Regions from separate parts of the Sus scrofa genome. Here region 1 is linked to region 2. Evidence: chromatin contacts called from public Hi-C data. All regions are on one chromosome and are shown on one strand. The core of a region is the stretch at or near the end of the contact, and the rest is flanking DNA. Distances in the headings are between cores, read along the strand shown.

The links. A called contact is a pair of places that touch in the nucleus more often than the background predicts.
Region 1: a Hi-C map of skeletal muscle shows a contact between it and region 2, with 6 times the contacts expected there. The contact joins the promoter of ERP44 here to the promoter of STX17 in region 2. A contact is called at or near these places in 1 of 5 promoter capture datasets (liver), 3 of 47 Hi-C or Micro-C datasets (embryonic fibroblasts, heart right ventricle and skeletal muscle) and 2 of 2 datasets of contacts at active chromatin or transcription factors (alveolar macrophages and skeletal muscle).

What each region holds. Positions count from the first base shown.
Region 1 is chr1:241,893,009-241,899,651 of Sscrofa11.1, reverse strand. ERP44 (endoplasmic reticulum protein 44) reads left to right here and starts at 2,220. Exons shown (of 12, transcript NM_001137629.1): 1 at 2,220-2,359. The coding sequence starts at 2,303. INVS (inversin) reads right to left here and starts at 1,967. Exons shown (of 17, transcript XM_021066620.1): 1 at 1,725-1,967.
Region 2 is chr1:241,653,670-241,660,630 of Sscrofa11.1, reverse strand. STX17 (syntaxin-17) reads right to left here and starts at 3,167. Exons shown (of 9, transcript XR_002336997.1): 1 at 3,080-3,167.

The DNA of each region.
Region 1 (6,643 bases), core at 971-3,470, 240 kb before region 2:
TGGAAACACGGTAGAGGAGTAATTGCACTTGGGCTCAAGGTCCAGTTCTGTTAACAATATGCGGTGTGCACCTAGGCTATTTCAGCTCTGATTTTCTGTAAAATAAGAAAAATGGAGGGAGTTCCTCTGTGGCTCAGAGGGTTACAAACCCGACTACTATCCATGAGGATGTGGGTTCGATCCCTGGCATCACTCAGTGTGTTAAGGATCCGGCATTGCCATGAGTTGTAGTGCAGGTGGCAGATGCAGTTTGGATCCCCTGTTGCTATGGCTGTGGCATAGACTGGCAACTGCAGCTCCATTTTGACCTGGGAACTTCCATATGGTGCAGGTGTGGCCTTAAAAAGCACACACCCACCGACCCACACACAAAGAAATATGTAAACAGTAGGCCATGTTGATTTATTCAACAAGTGGAGGGCCAACAATGTGTTAGACACTGTTCTGAACTTTAATACCTGTTACTTTAGACTCTAAGTGATCATCAGAGTCAGAGAAATTTTTCATACCTTTTGAGAAATAAGCTTAAATTTTTATCTCAGTTATATTTATATATACTTTGTCTCTTAATTCTTAGCATTTAGCACAGTAACAGCTATGTAGCTGGTGTTCAGGAAATGTTTGTTGAATGAAAAGTCGTAGGCTGAGTGCTAAGTCCAGAGAGTGAGCAGGGTCAAAGTTTAGGTTCTTGGAGTAAGGAGTTCATACTCATGAGTCTCTGTTCTTTAATTCCTCATTTGTCTGTCAGAGAGTTCACTGAGTGGTATGGAGATAAGAACACTGGACTAGGAGAAGAGACCTAATTAAAAATTTTGGCTCTACCGCTATTTACTTTTATTAGTCCAAGAAATCCATTCTTCAGGGTTCTTTTTTCTTTTCTTTTTTTAGCTCAAATATATATATATGTATATGCATGTATATACATATATATTTAGTTATAATGCTTTTTGTAAACTTCTATAGATGAAAATCAAAACCACTTTGTTAATTAAGGAATGCTATAAATGCAAAAGTACCATCATCATCAACTAATTACAAAACAAGCCAGTGTAGTAAATGCTCCAGTAATTCTAACTATAGAAAACTAGTGGTGCTGTAGTCACAAGCAAAGAAGAGTAATTTTGATTAAATCCAAAGTGTTGATTGTTTGGTAAGTTGTCACTGATGGTGACAGTTGAGATGCTATCCAAGTAGAGAAGAGAAGCTTCCATTCAGGCAGCAGGGAAGTTGAAGGAAAGGCAAGGGGTAGGGAGAACCACAGAAGAGCCAAGTACCTCCTGATTACTTGGCAGTGATTGTGTGGCTACCACTTGGGGCATGTGCCTTGGCTGGGTTGGAGAGCTAACCCAGCTCAGGTTAAGTTCCTCAACTACTTGGCTAACGAATTTTGTAATTATTCTGTAAGAGTGATCCACGCATTAGCAGCAATCACTCTCGCACTGAGTTTTCACTTTACAACGTGCTCTTCCAGTCCATCCCATATCTATTCCGTACAGGAGCCAAAGAAACAATTAGGGTTAAGTTATTGACACATTCCACTGAAACCCAGAGAAGTGGTTCTTTTATAATGCAGGAATTAGTGCAGAAAGAAGAGGTAGCAGGCAAGGAGGCTAGTGATGGAGGTTCAGGCCACAACTCAGGCCAAGAGGCCCTTGAGTTTGAGGCAGGGGCCAAGGCGTGGCAGATTGTTTAGTGCCTCCCCAGCGATGCCCCCTCCTACTCACCCTCGCCTCCTCCAGGACTCACTTCCTAGGGGTGGCTCCAGGAGGGACGAGCCCCGCTGGCCCGACCCTCTCACCAGGTCAGGCCACTACATCCGGCTGGGATAGAGCCCACCGTGCTAAAACTAGCGGAATCCCTCAGAAGGCCGTCCCAGTCTCTCGACTGTACAGCCTTCTGGGAATTGTAGTTCTCATCTTCTAAAACACAGGAGTGCACCCGCCCTCCGCCCTTTCTATCCCACAGGTCCCCGCGCGCAGCGGAATCGGTGGACTCGGGCCAAGAGCCTGATGGGAAAAGAGTTCTGGGCGCCCGCTGTCCTGATCCTTGAAAATGGCCCAGGACTACATTTCCCTAGATGCTCCGAGGTGGGCAGGACCCGGAAGTGAGGATGTGAGAGGCCTCTCTGGAAATTGTCCCGGGTGTTCGCCGCTGGAGCTCCGGGTCGAGAGGACGAGGTGCCGCTGCCGGGAGAGTCTTCCGCTACCGCCGGCTCCCGGAGCCCAGCCCTTTCCTAACCCAACCCAACCCTCTCCAGTCCCAGCCGCCAAGGCCCGTCCCTGCCGCGGACCCCGGCTTTACCATGAATCCTGCCGTCTTCCTATCCTTACCCGACCTCAGATGCTCCCTCCTGCTCCTGGTGAGTGAGTGAAGGAATGACAGACCCTTCGACTGACTCACGGACGTCCTCCCCCGCTAGCCAAGAGGCTTACAGCTGCCCCGACTCCTGCTTTCCTATCTTTTCTTCTAGTGGCGAGGAGTGCACCTTCTCCTGCTGCCTTCATTCTCGACATCCGTCTGTCCGCTTCCCAGGCCCGGGGTTCCCAAGGCCTGAGAAACCACTGTCGGAGGTTGGGACCTGTGAACAGGAGAATTAGCCCTGAATGAAGGATCTTTGGGAGGGTGACGGCTAGTAGCGCCCCTTCCCACGGAGTTCGGAGGTTGTTTTGGTCTAAAGGGCTCGTGGACTTCGTGGTAGCCTAAGTCCAAAAGGACGGGGGATAGACCTACTGCTCCCTCCCACCCCCTCCTTTTGGGAAAAATGTGAGGCCGACAGGTGCTGGGGTCGTGTGAATCTCTCTAGAGCCCTGAAACGGTGCCCGGTTTGGCGGAGCCCTCTGTTGTGGCTTGATACGATTGGTTGGGAACCCGGAACTGGAAACTGGTCTGGTGTCCACCGGGGGAGTAAAGGTTTGAAGGGTGGAGGCTTTGATTACCAGAAAGCCTCAGCTCAGGGCCTCACTCACGTCTTGTTTCACTGCCCCCCACCTGAAATATAAGCACATTTGTTCTTTAGTGCTCCTGATTTGTGAATGACCTGGTCTTCTGTATACATACGCACTTACTCTTTAACTCTCTCACCGGCTCAGTACCATCCCATCTTGTAAAGGAATCTTCCCCTGGTCCTTCTTCCTCCAAAGTACATCTTTGTGCAACCTAAGTAATCCAAGCTGCAGGTCACATTGAGGCAAAAGTGAAAGACTAACTCCATATGATAAAATGATATACCTTTAATTGTTGTTATAATACAATACTTGAAAATACTTTAATCAGTTTATTTTTTAAAAGCTGAATTTAAGGTGAACATTAAGTCATAATCACTCTTTATATTGTGAGAAACATAATTGACATATAGCTGGTTACTGGCAGAACTGGAATTTGAAGCAGGTCTATGGACTCTCAGTGCTTATTCTACCATATTATGTTAAATTTTTAATATTTGCGTTTGAAATAATTTCTCTCTCTCTATACCTTCTCTTCTTGTTTCCCCTTCTCTTCTCTGTGCTTCCTCTTTCTTTGTGATTTCCAAATCATATGCAAAAGCCATACACAGTACTTGAACCTTTTCAGAGAAAGTATTATAAAAAACTAAAGTGGATGTCATAGTTCTTCCTAGAACTAAAAGTTGAATATGAACATGGTAGTGCTAAATGATAAAAGTGTCTTATTGTCACTTAAAACTAAAAGTAATGAGTAGCTTCTGTGTAGAGGAAAATACTCTTTGTAGAGCTGTTTCTAGGCAATTGCATTATATACTGTGGGTCTCTCCTTCCAAAAATACTGAAGTAGTACTCATTGTTATTAGAGACCATTCTCTCTTTAAGGATAATAGATAGTAGTCTTTTCCTTACCCATAAAAGGGTCAGAATTATGAGTTCTCTGCCAGGAATTACTTTTAGGATACAAAAAAAAAAGGGTAAAAATCTTAAGAGATTAGAAAGAAAAGTTGAAATACTGAATAGAAAAATTACATCAGAGTCACCATTTATTTGTAGAGCTAAGTTGAAGGAAAAAGAATTTGAAATAACTCATCCTTTTTATAGAAAACCTGCAAATCCTGTTAAGCATGAAAAAGAATTTTTTCTAATATAAAATCTAGTTAATGTACACTTATTTCTTTAAGTAAATGTAGAGGAATAGAAGACATTTTAGAGAATAAATGTACAGGTTAATAAGCTGCCAAATAAAGCCCAAGAAAAGGTTTAGTAACCCAGAGTTACAAGTTGAGCTAGATTCAGTTTGGGTGTTTTTAATGTTTACTGAAGTAGTTTTAATAATACGCTAGTTAGCAAATATTTATAGAATGTCTGTCTAATCACAATTTGAATTACTTATCTAACTAGCAGTTCTGTTCTAGTGATGGAACTTGCTTATTCTATATCTCACCTGTCTAAAAATATCCTTTATCTTCCCCAACATACTCTGTTCCTCCTCCCTCCAACTCCCCATCTCAAACTTCAGGTTTATTACTTCCCATGTACAGCCATTGAATATCCAAGTTCCCACCTAGCTGAGGTCATTTTTTCCACAAATGGTCTGCTCTAAAAAGCGGTATATTGTCTTACCACAATATTTTTTTTTTCAGGCAAACTATACCTTAGCCCTAAAGAAGTGGATCAATTGAGATTTAGTGCTGTTCATAAGATTATAGCTGAAACATGAAATCCTAAACTTCTGTAGACAGGTTTTTTTTTTTTTTCCTTCTTCTTCCTTTTGTGATCTCAAAAGCATTTTGGTACCTATCATTCAATGCCTAAAAAGCCTTTCTGGGATGGGTAGCTAAACACAGAACCTCAATGTGATAACTTTTTTCCCTTGATATTTAATGTATACATATATTTAAAGTTGGATCTTAGAGGATGGGTTCTTTTATTTCAGGCTTGCTTTATAAAACACCCCCATTGCCTTTAAATTATTTTTAAACTCCACTGAATTTGCAATATGTGTTCGATAAAGTGGGATAGTATAATGCACTGATTTTGGATAAATCAGAAAAGAAATTTTGAGTCAGCTAGCAAATGCAAAGAGGCCATAATCCTCCTTATACCATTTCTATACCTCATTGTATATATTGTTTCTGTTATAGTTTGAATTGGTCTAATAGATGTGTGATTACGACTTTGTGAACTATATAGTCTCTGCCTCCATAACTGTTAAATCGTATTTTATGGATGATTTGATTGCCGGAGACAGCAGTGTTTCTCTGCTAAAGCCCCAATGTATGTTAATACCTGGATTGGGAAATTGCTTCCCAGTAGTGTGTGCTTTTAAGGAGAGCTGCTTGAATTAGAGAAAAGCACCTGGCCAGATGTATCAGAGCATAATATTTTCATTTTTCTATGTGACAATCATTACTTGGCAGCTCATAAGTAAGATAAGGGAGCATTTCATTTATCACTCTAACCAAAGAATCAGTTATTTATTAATTAGCCCATTTCTGCTTATCTTTCTATCTGAGATGGGTTTATTCAGGATTAAAAGTGACCATTTTCTGCTTTAGTTATTTCTTAGCAGTTGTTCTTCCTGCATTGGCTATGTACAATAGTTTTAAAAAGGTAAGATAAGAGAAATAAGACTAAATTGAAATGAACTGCCTGATATAGCCTAGATAACCTATTCTGTGGTTCAGAGATTTGTAACATTCCACTCCAGTTGTTTTATTGAGGACATTTTCTCATTAATATCTTGATGGTTAAGTTTATAGATCATAAGTTGTTACTAGCCTAATTGCCTTGTGCCTGGACATTAAGTCTTTTGCCATTATTGCTCCTGGTTTGTTCAATATAAATAAGAAGCAAAGAAAAGCTTGCTTAGGTTAGGAAAATAAGTAAATCAGAGAGCTAAATAAACATTTATTTAAGTAAACTATAAGTACCTTGAAAATAAGTACAGCAGAATTCAGAGATGTCAGTTTTACCATTAGAGCCAATAATAAATACTGATTCTTCACTTCAAGAAGAGTGCTTTTGGAGACATGTAGTTCCATTCATAGCTCAGTAAGTTATTTATCCTCTTCATATGACTTGCCCCAGATCAGTGGTTTGTAAAACACCTGGTTGTTCATTAGAACCACCTGGGGAAGTTTTAATAAAATGATGTCTAGGCCCTTTACCAGGCTAGTTATGTCTCAGGGGCCCAAACATTTTTGGTTGGTTTTGTTTTCAAATTCCCAGGTCATTTCTTCTTTCTTTAGTATGGCTCTCTAAAAGATAAGGATTAAACAACAAAGAAAAAACAAAATATCATTATCACATCTAGAAAATTGGCAGAAATTCCTTTATATTATCAAATTTCTAATCAATGTTGAGATTTTCTTGTTTCAAAGAAAAAAAAAATTTTTAACACGTTGCATGTACAAAACAGGATCCATGTAAAGTCCAGGCATACCAGTGGGTTATTTGTCTAAAACTTTATGGATTCTCTATCTCATGTTTTTTTTCTTGTAACTTATTGATTGAGGAAACTGGGTCCTCTGTCCTATAGAATTTCCCATATTCTGAATATTACTGATTGTATCCTCTTGGTGAAGTTTTATGTTTCTATATTGCTTTCTTTCTTTCCTTTTTTTTTTTTTTTTTTTGTCTTTTTGTCTTTTTAGAGCCACACCCACGGCATATGGAGGTTCCCAGGCTAGGGGTCCAAT
Region 2 (6,961 bases), core at 1,918-4,417:
GATATTTTCCAGTAAGTACTACACTACAGGAGTCACAGTTGAGTCTGCAGATATGGAACCTCAGATACAAAGGGACAAATCATGGGATCTGAGTATCCGTGGATTTGCACGGCTTTGGATTTTAGTCTGTGACGGGTCCTGGAACCAGTTCCCTACAGATACCAAGGGATGATGGTATGTACAAATAGCTAGAAATATATATATATATAATACACACTCACACACACTTCCTAGATGTCTTCTGCCGGGCACTAGAAGCAGTGATACCCCAGTAGCAATGAACACACCTAGCACCTAAATCGTTGATGGTTAAAAAAATACCACTCTCCAAACCAACCAGGGGGTCCTTGGAGAAGTGGTGGATTCAAGGGCTGTGTCAAGGAAAACACAAGAGAGCCTGGAGCATCCTCTGGTGTCAAAAAGAAAAGAAGTTCTCAAAAAATAACGAGGACCTATGAAGAGGGCACAAGAAGCACCCTGAAAAAACTTCCAATGGCCAAAGCTGGAACAATTTAAGACATAAAATAAATAACCACAGTGTAGGATAATAACCAACAGAAAGATAAATGAATCTATACTGATACAAAAAATTAACAATAAATAAATGAGAAGAAGGGGCAGCTCTTCTTTACAGAAAAACTCCAGGAGTTCCCACTGTGGCGCAGTGGTTAACAAATCTGACTAGGAACCATGAGGTTGCACGTTCGATCCCTGGCCTTGCTCAGTGGGTTAAAGATTCGGCATTGCCATGAGCTGTGGTGTAGGTTGCAGACGAGGCTCAGATCCTGCGTTGCTATGGCTCTGGCATAGGCTGGTGGCTACAGCTCCGACTGGACCCCTAGCCTGGGAACCTCCATATGCCATGGGAGTGGCCTAGAAAAGGCAAAAAGACAAAAAAAAACAAAAACAAACCAAAAAAAACTCCAATTAATAAGTGAAGAAGGAATGAGAGAAACAGAAAACCACCATCGAGATTATCACAGTAACAATTACTGAAAGCAAGAAAAAGTAATGGATGCTCAAATCAGCTAATTAAAGTTTGAAAAGAAACTGAGTATTTGTCTTGTTTAAAAGTTCCCCAGGGGGAGTTCCCGTTGTGACTCAGCAGGTTAAAAACCTGACATAGTGTCCTCGAGGACTCAGGTTCAATCCCTGGTCTCACTCAGTGGGTTAAGGATCCAGCATTGCCACAAGCTGCAGTGTAGGTTGCAGATGCAGCTCAAAACCAGTGTTGCCCTGGTTGTGGCATAGACCTGCAGCAGGCTCTGACTCAACCCCTAGCCCAGGAACTTCCATATGCCACAGGTACATTCATAAAAAGGAAAAAAAAAAAAAAAGTTGTCAGAGTTCCCGCAGTGGTGCAGTGTGGGTCACTACGGAGGTGATCCCCAGTCTGGCAAAGGTGACTAAAGAATATGGTATTGCCACAGCTGCAGAGTAGGTCACAGCTTGGCTCAGATTCAATCCCTGGTCCAGGAACTTCCATATGCTGTGAGTGCAGCCAGAAAACAAAACAAAACAAAAATTAAACAAAGTTCTCCCCCAACATACTGATTAGTTACAAAGGGAAAAGTAGTAACTTTAGAGAATCCCAACAGATACCACCTTAACCAGTGATCAAGAGTAATTTCAAAAGCAGTGTCATATCACACACCTCCTTACATGATGGACTACTGAGAAGGGCATACACTTCTGTGACATCAACAAAAACGCATAACCCTAATCTCACCGGGAGAAAAAACATCAGACAAAACTCAACTGAGGGACTCTCTACAAAACAAATAACCAGGACTCTTCAAAAGTGTAAAGGACCTAAAAGACAAGAAAAGACTTAGAAGCTGTCGCAGACTGGAGGAGACTCAGGAGCCATGTTAACTAAATGCAATGTGGGGTCTTAGATTGGATCCTAGAACAGAAAAAGGACATTAGTATAAAAAAAAAAGATGAAATCTTAAGAAAGCTGATAGTTTAGTTAACGGTGTTGTACCTAAGTTGATTTCCTACTTTTGATATTTGTATTACGATTATATGAGATGCTAACATTAAAGGAAACTAGAAAACTCTCTATTACTTTTCTAACTCCTCCGTTATTGTAAAATTATTTCAAAATAAAGTCTTTTTTAAAAACGTGTTGAGCTGTTTCATGTAAGACAGGCCAAACATTTCTACATCAAATAACTGCAACCATATTCACTGCACAGACACTTGGCTCGGGGGCTGGGGATGGGGGAATGGCAGGTGCTTACAACTATTACCAGCTGAATACCATACCATTAGTTTCCAGTAAGGAAAAAGTACTGGGAGGTTAACCAAATTACTTCGGATTATTTATAAAGGAAAAGCCCTATTTCTCAGAAAAAGTCCAAAATTGCTGGCAACAAAAAAAAGTGATGAACATCTTCCAACATTTCCCCACACCAGTGGCACCGAATGTCTTCAGCCACGTCGCCCTGATTTGTTTCGGACAAGATTCTGACTTGGGGACGCGTTCCTAAATTTGGAAAGAAAAGTCAAGGCCCCTGGTCCTACCCTATAGTCCGCTCTCTGAGCCTCTGATTCCGAATTTTAAAAAAGGGGGAGTTAAACATGGGACCTTCTAAGAGCCACCTCCCGGTCTGGCTGACAGGACACTCCACCCTCTCGCTTCGGGTCCTCCCCTCACTACCTCGGAGCAGAGTAACCCACAGCGCACCCGGGCCACAGAAACCAAACGCCCCTCCCCCCACCCTCGCCGAGAACGGGTACGCGGACCAGTCTCAGGACGTAGACGCCCACGACGCTGACGACCTATGGCCCACAGTGCGTCACGGCAGGGCAGACGATAGAAACTTTTCCACCCTGAGACCCCAGGAGGCCGACCAGCTCCTCCGGTCGGCCGCCCTCTATACCCGCTTCGAATAGCGCCTCCAAAACCGAAACCATCACTTCTTGGAGCTGAGAGAAGCCCCACAGAGCTCGCACTTCCGAACTGATACCCTGCTTCCCGCCGGGCGCCCCTCCCGCGCGCGAGGTTGGCACCCGGCCTACCATGCCACACAGGGCCTGACACCCATGAGGCGGCCTGTCGCGAGCCCCTTACCTCCCGCCGGGGCGCTTGAGACCAGTAAGCGCGCACAGCGCAGGCGCGGGCGCGACGGGGCGGGGCACCACGATAGGCCTGCCGGGCTGCGCCACGCCCCCTCCCGCCCCGCTCCAGCCTCGAGGGGTGTGGCCGGCTGTCCCGTGAGTACAAGCGATGTTGCCACTCTGGGCTGAGCTTTAAGAGGTTGTCTTGAGTTATGGTCTGGGTTTGTAAGTCTGTTGCATTTTAGGTGTGAGACGATTCACATACGTATGGGCCTCTACATTTTGCAGGGTTTTTTTCTATCCATTTTCCTGTGTTCTAGGAATTTTATTAGTTGGCCAGGTGTTCTTACCTCTTTACACATTGAAACTAAAGCTCAGAAAGGTTGTGCCTTCTCCTTCTCGTCCTCCAAAACCCTCTTAGGTGTTCAGGGCAAAAGTCTTGACTGTTACAGGTGCAGAAATTGAAGCTTGGTCCAATGCTTCCCTCCCCTCCCTGACCTGCTCCTGCCTCCCACCAAACAGGTGGAGCCCTTAATGCCACTGTCTTATCCTAACTTTATAGATAATGACACTGAGGCTCCAAGAGTTTCTGCTGACTCACTCCAGTTCAGCCAGTTAGTGACAGAGTTGGAACTCCGAATGGGTTTTTTAATTTCCTTCCCAAGTTTTTCCAGTTACACCAGCTGCTACCAATGAACAAGCAGATGGTTGGCTTTGAAGCCCTGTTCTAGATCACAGGTCTCCTCGCTGGTTAGACTGACTTACAGATCCAGCCTTTTTAATATGTGTTTGAATATTCAGATGACTTGCTCAGAATGTATCCACTGAATGATACTGTCCTCAGAAGTCATAAGGATGTTCAAGCCATAGCTAAGTAAACTCAGCTCTTGGGGTCTTGCAGTGGAGTGAAAGTAGAAGTTGTGGATCAATAAATATTAGAGGTCTATAAGAATTCCCTTGAAAGCAATTTCTAAAGTAAAGCATAAAATCTGCTAAGCATTTTGGATTTTCTTTGTGAGTATAGTGAACACTGGTGTTTTTTTACTCTAGGAATGAGGTGGTGGTAAAATTTTAATTCTAAGGAGAAAAATTAAAGTATTATATAATACCATGGGAAAAATTTTTTATGCAAGGGTCAGTTAAACAGATCTTTTGAAGTAGAAGTGTTGGGTTTTTTTAAGGGCCGCTCCCGCTGCATATGGAGGTTCCCAGGCTAGGGTCAAACTGGAGCTGTAACTGCTGCCACAGCTCATGACTATAACTAGGCCACAGCCATAGCAATGCTGGATTCAAGCCACATCTGTGGCCTACAACACAGCTCCAGATCCTCAATCCACTGAGCAAGGACAGGGATTGAACCCACATCCTCATGAATACTAGTCAGGTTCGTTAACCACTGAGCCACTATAGGAACTCCTGAAGTAAAGGTCTTTTGAGTTAAGTTCTGAAAAAACTACCTCAAGTACACTAGGGAGGTGCAACACTCAAAGATTCTAAACCTGAAGCTAGGCTTCTAGATTATATGTATGTTTGCTATAAGTTAGGTCTATCAGGGAGGCTGATACACATATTTAATACACATAATTTGCTAAGAACAATGAACAAGCAGATAGTTGGCTTTGAAGCCCTGTCTAGATCACAGGTCTCCTCGCTGGTTAGACTGACTTATAGATCCAGCCTTTTTAATATGTGTTTGAATATTCAGATGACTTGCTCAGAATGTATGTAGAACTTTTTAATCTAACAATTCGTTAGCTTGATTTATAAATGTTACATATTTAGAAATATGGTATGTGGACCTCTTTTTGTACTTTTACCTGGGCCCTGAAGTTGTTAGGGACAGGCCTCCTGCTCCTAGCCTACATTTTCCTAAGATCCTAACTGAATCAGGAAGGCCAAATGAGACAAAACGGTAATAGATAAATAAATGGGGGGAAAAAAGAAAAATATTCTTTTAAGGCATTATGATTGCTTACTTGGAAAACCCAAAAGAATGGATTGAAACAGAGTAAAGTAGCTAGAAAAACAGCTTTCCTAAACAATCACCTGTTTAAAAGGAGGTGTAATGGAAGGAAAGATAGCATTTTTAAAAAGAGCAGAATCTAGTTTGTGTTTGTAAGGAATTATTGGAGCTATTTGAAGAATTAAGAATAATAACTAGGGAGTTCCTGTTGTGGCTCAGCAGAAATGAATCCAGCTAGTATCCATGAGGACTTGGGTTAGATCCCTGGCCTTGCTCCGTGGGTTAAGGATCTGGTGCTGCCGTGAGCTGTGCTGTAGGTCACAGCCACAGCTCAGATCCTGTGTTATAGCCTGGCAGCTATAGCCCTGATTTGACTCCTAGCCTGGGAACTTCCATATGCTGTGAGTGCAGCCCTAAAAAGCAAAAAATAATTAATTAGTTAATAATAATAATAGCTAAATTGGGTTGGGGTGAAAGGAGGGATTTCCAAGAGGCATAAGGAAAATTTGAAGGTAATGGGTATATTCATTATCTTGCTTGTGGTACTGATTGCAGGCGTGTACACGTATATTGAAACTTAGCAAATTATGTGTATTAAATATGTGTATGTGTTTATTATATGTCAGTTATAACTGAACAAGGCTATTTCTCGAGAAAACATTATTTACTTAAAGCCTACCATGGTTCGTAGAATACACTAAGGGAACGATGTATATTCACTATTTTAAATTAAGAAATCATTTTTCCAGGATTATAGCGCAAGTATATGGAGAACATGAGAATCAAATTCATATTTGGAACAATAATATAGACCTCCTAGGTGATCTTCCCGGCCATTCCTTTTCTGGGGCCTGCTGCTCCCCACCAGGGAGCAGGTGCTCAGTTTTGAGCCTCTGGCAGCCATTTTATACAGGCATGAACCCATGCTCCTGACCATAGTGAATTGGTCCAGGAGCAGACTCCTGACTCAAAATGAAACAGTAAGATATTTGTTCCAGGAATCTGGGATTGGGACTAGGATTCTAGCTTTAATCTGGCTTGCTTGCTTGCTTTTGCTGCTTTCTTGAACAGAGAAGATGGCTCACAGCAGATATCCTGGTGGCCATGTTTTTGATTCCATAGTCTAGTGACTCAGAGAAAGCCAGGCTGCTCATAAATCCCATTTAAGGTTGTGGAGAGATGAGTGTATGTATGTCCTAGGTCATGGTGTTAAGTTTATTTTATTTTATTACTGTAGGTCATGTTCAAAAAACATTTAAAGTCACTACCTTCACTAGGTTCTTTCTCTATCCATGAATTATTGAAATATCTGTGCAGTTCTGGATGCATTATATTTCTTTGTGCATCCTATCATTCTAACCATCTTGTGAACTGAGAGGAAGAAAGATTAAAAATAAAGTGATACTAATGGTTACCTTCAGCATGGAATTAACTGGGAGAGAGCATAAGTAGCTTTCTCGGGTGCTGGAAATGTTCTTTGTATTGATCTAGGTGACAATTCATCAAGCCGTACACCTAAGATTTGTGTGTGCTTTGTATGAGTTATACCACAATAAAAAAAGAAAGTAAATAAAGAGCTAGCAATTCCTGATTTAAAACAAACAGAATCTTTTAGTAGACAAGGAATAGATTCTGCCTTATTGTTTCTCCCTATTACTTCTCTCTGAAATACTGGTGAAATAGCAGCTGTAGTCCTTACTGTTGTTAGAGATCTTCACTCCTTGGAATATAAAATAAAAAGCCATGAAAGAGATAGGAGAGGGAGGTGAGAATGATCAGATACACGAAAAAGAAACAGAGTTTGCAGCACATTCGAATTCCTGGTTCCAGCTCATTCCTGGGGCTTAACCCCAATCAACACTTAGGTCTAATTATACCCCACAGCCTTCTAACCCCCAACCCCAGCTCTCACCTCTACTTTGTCTTTAATTG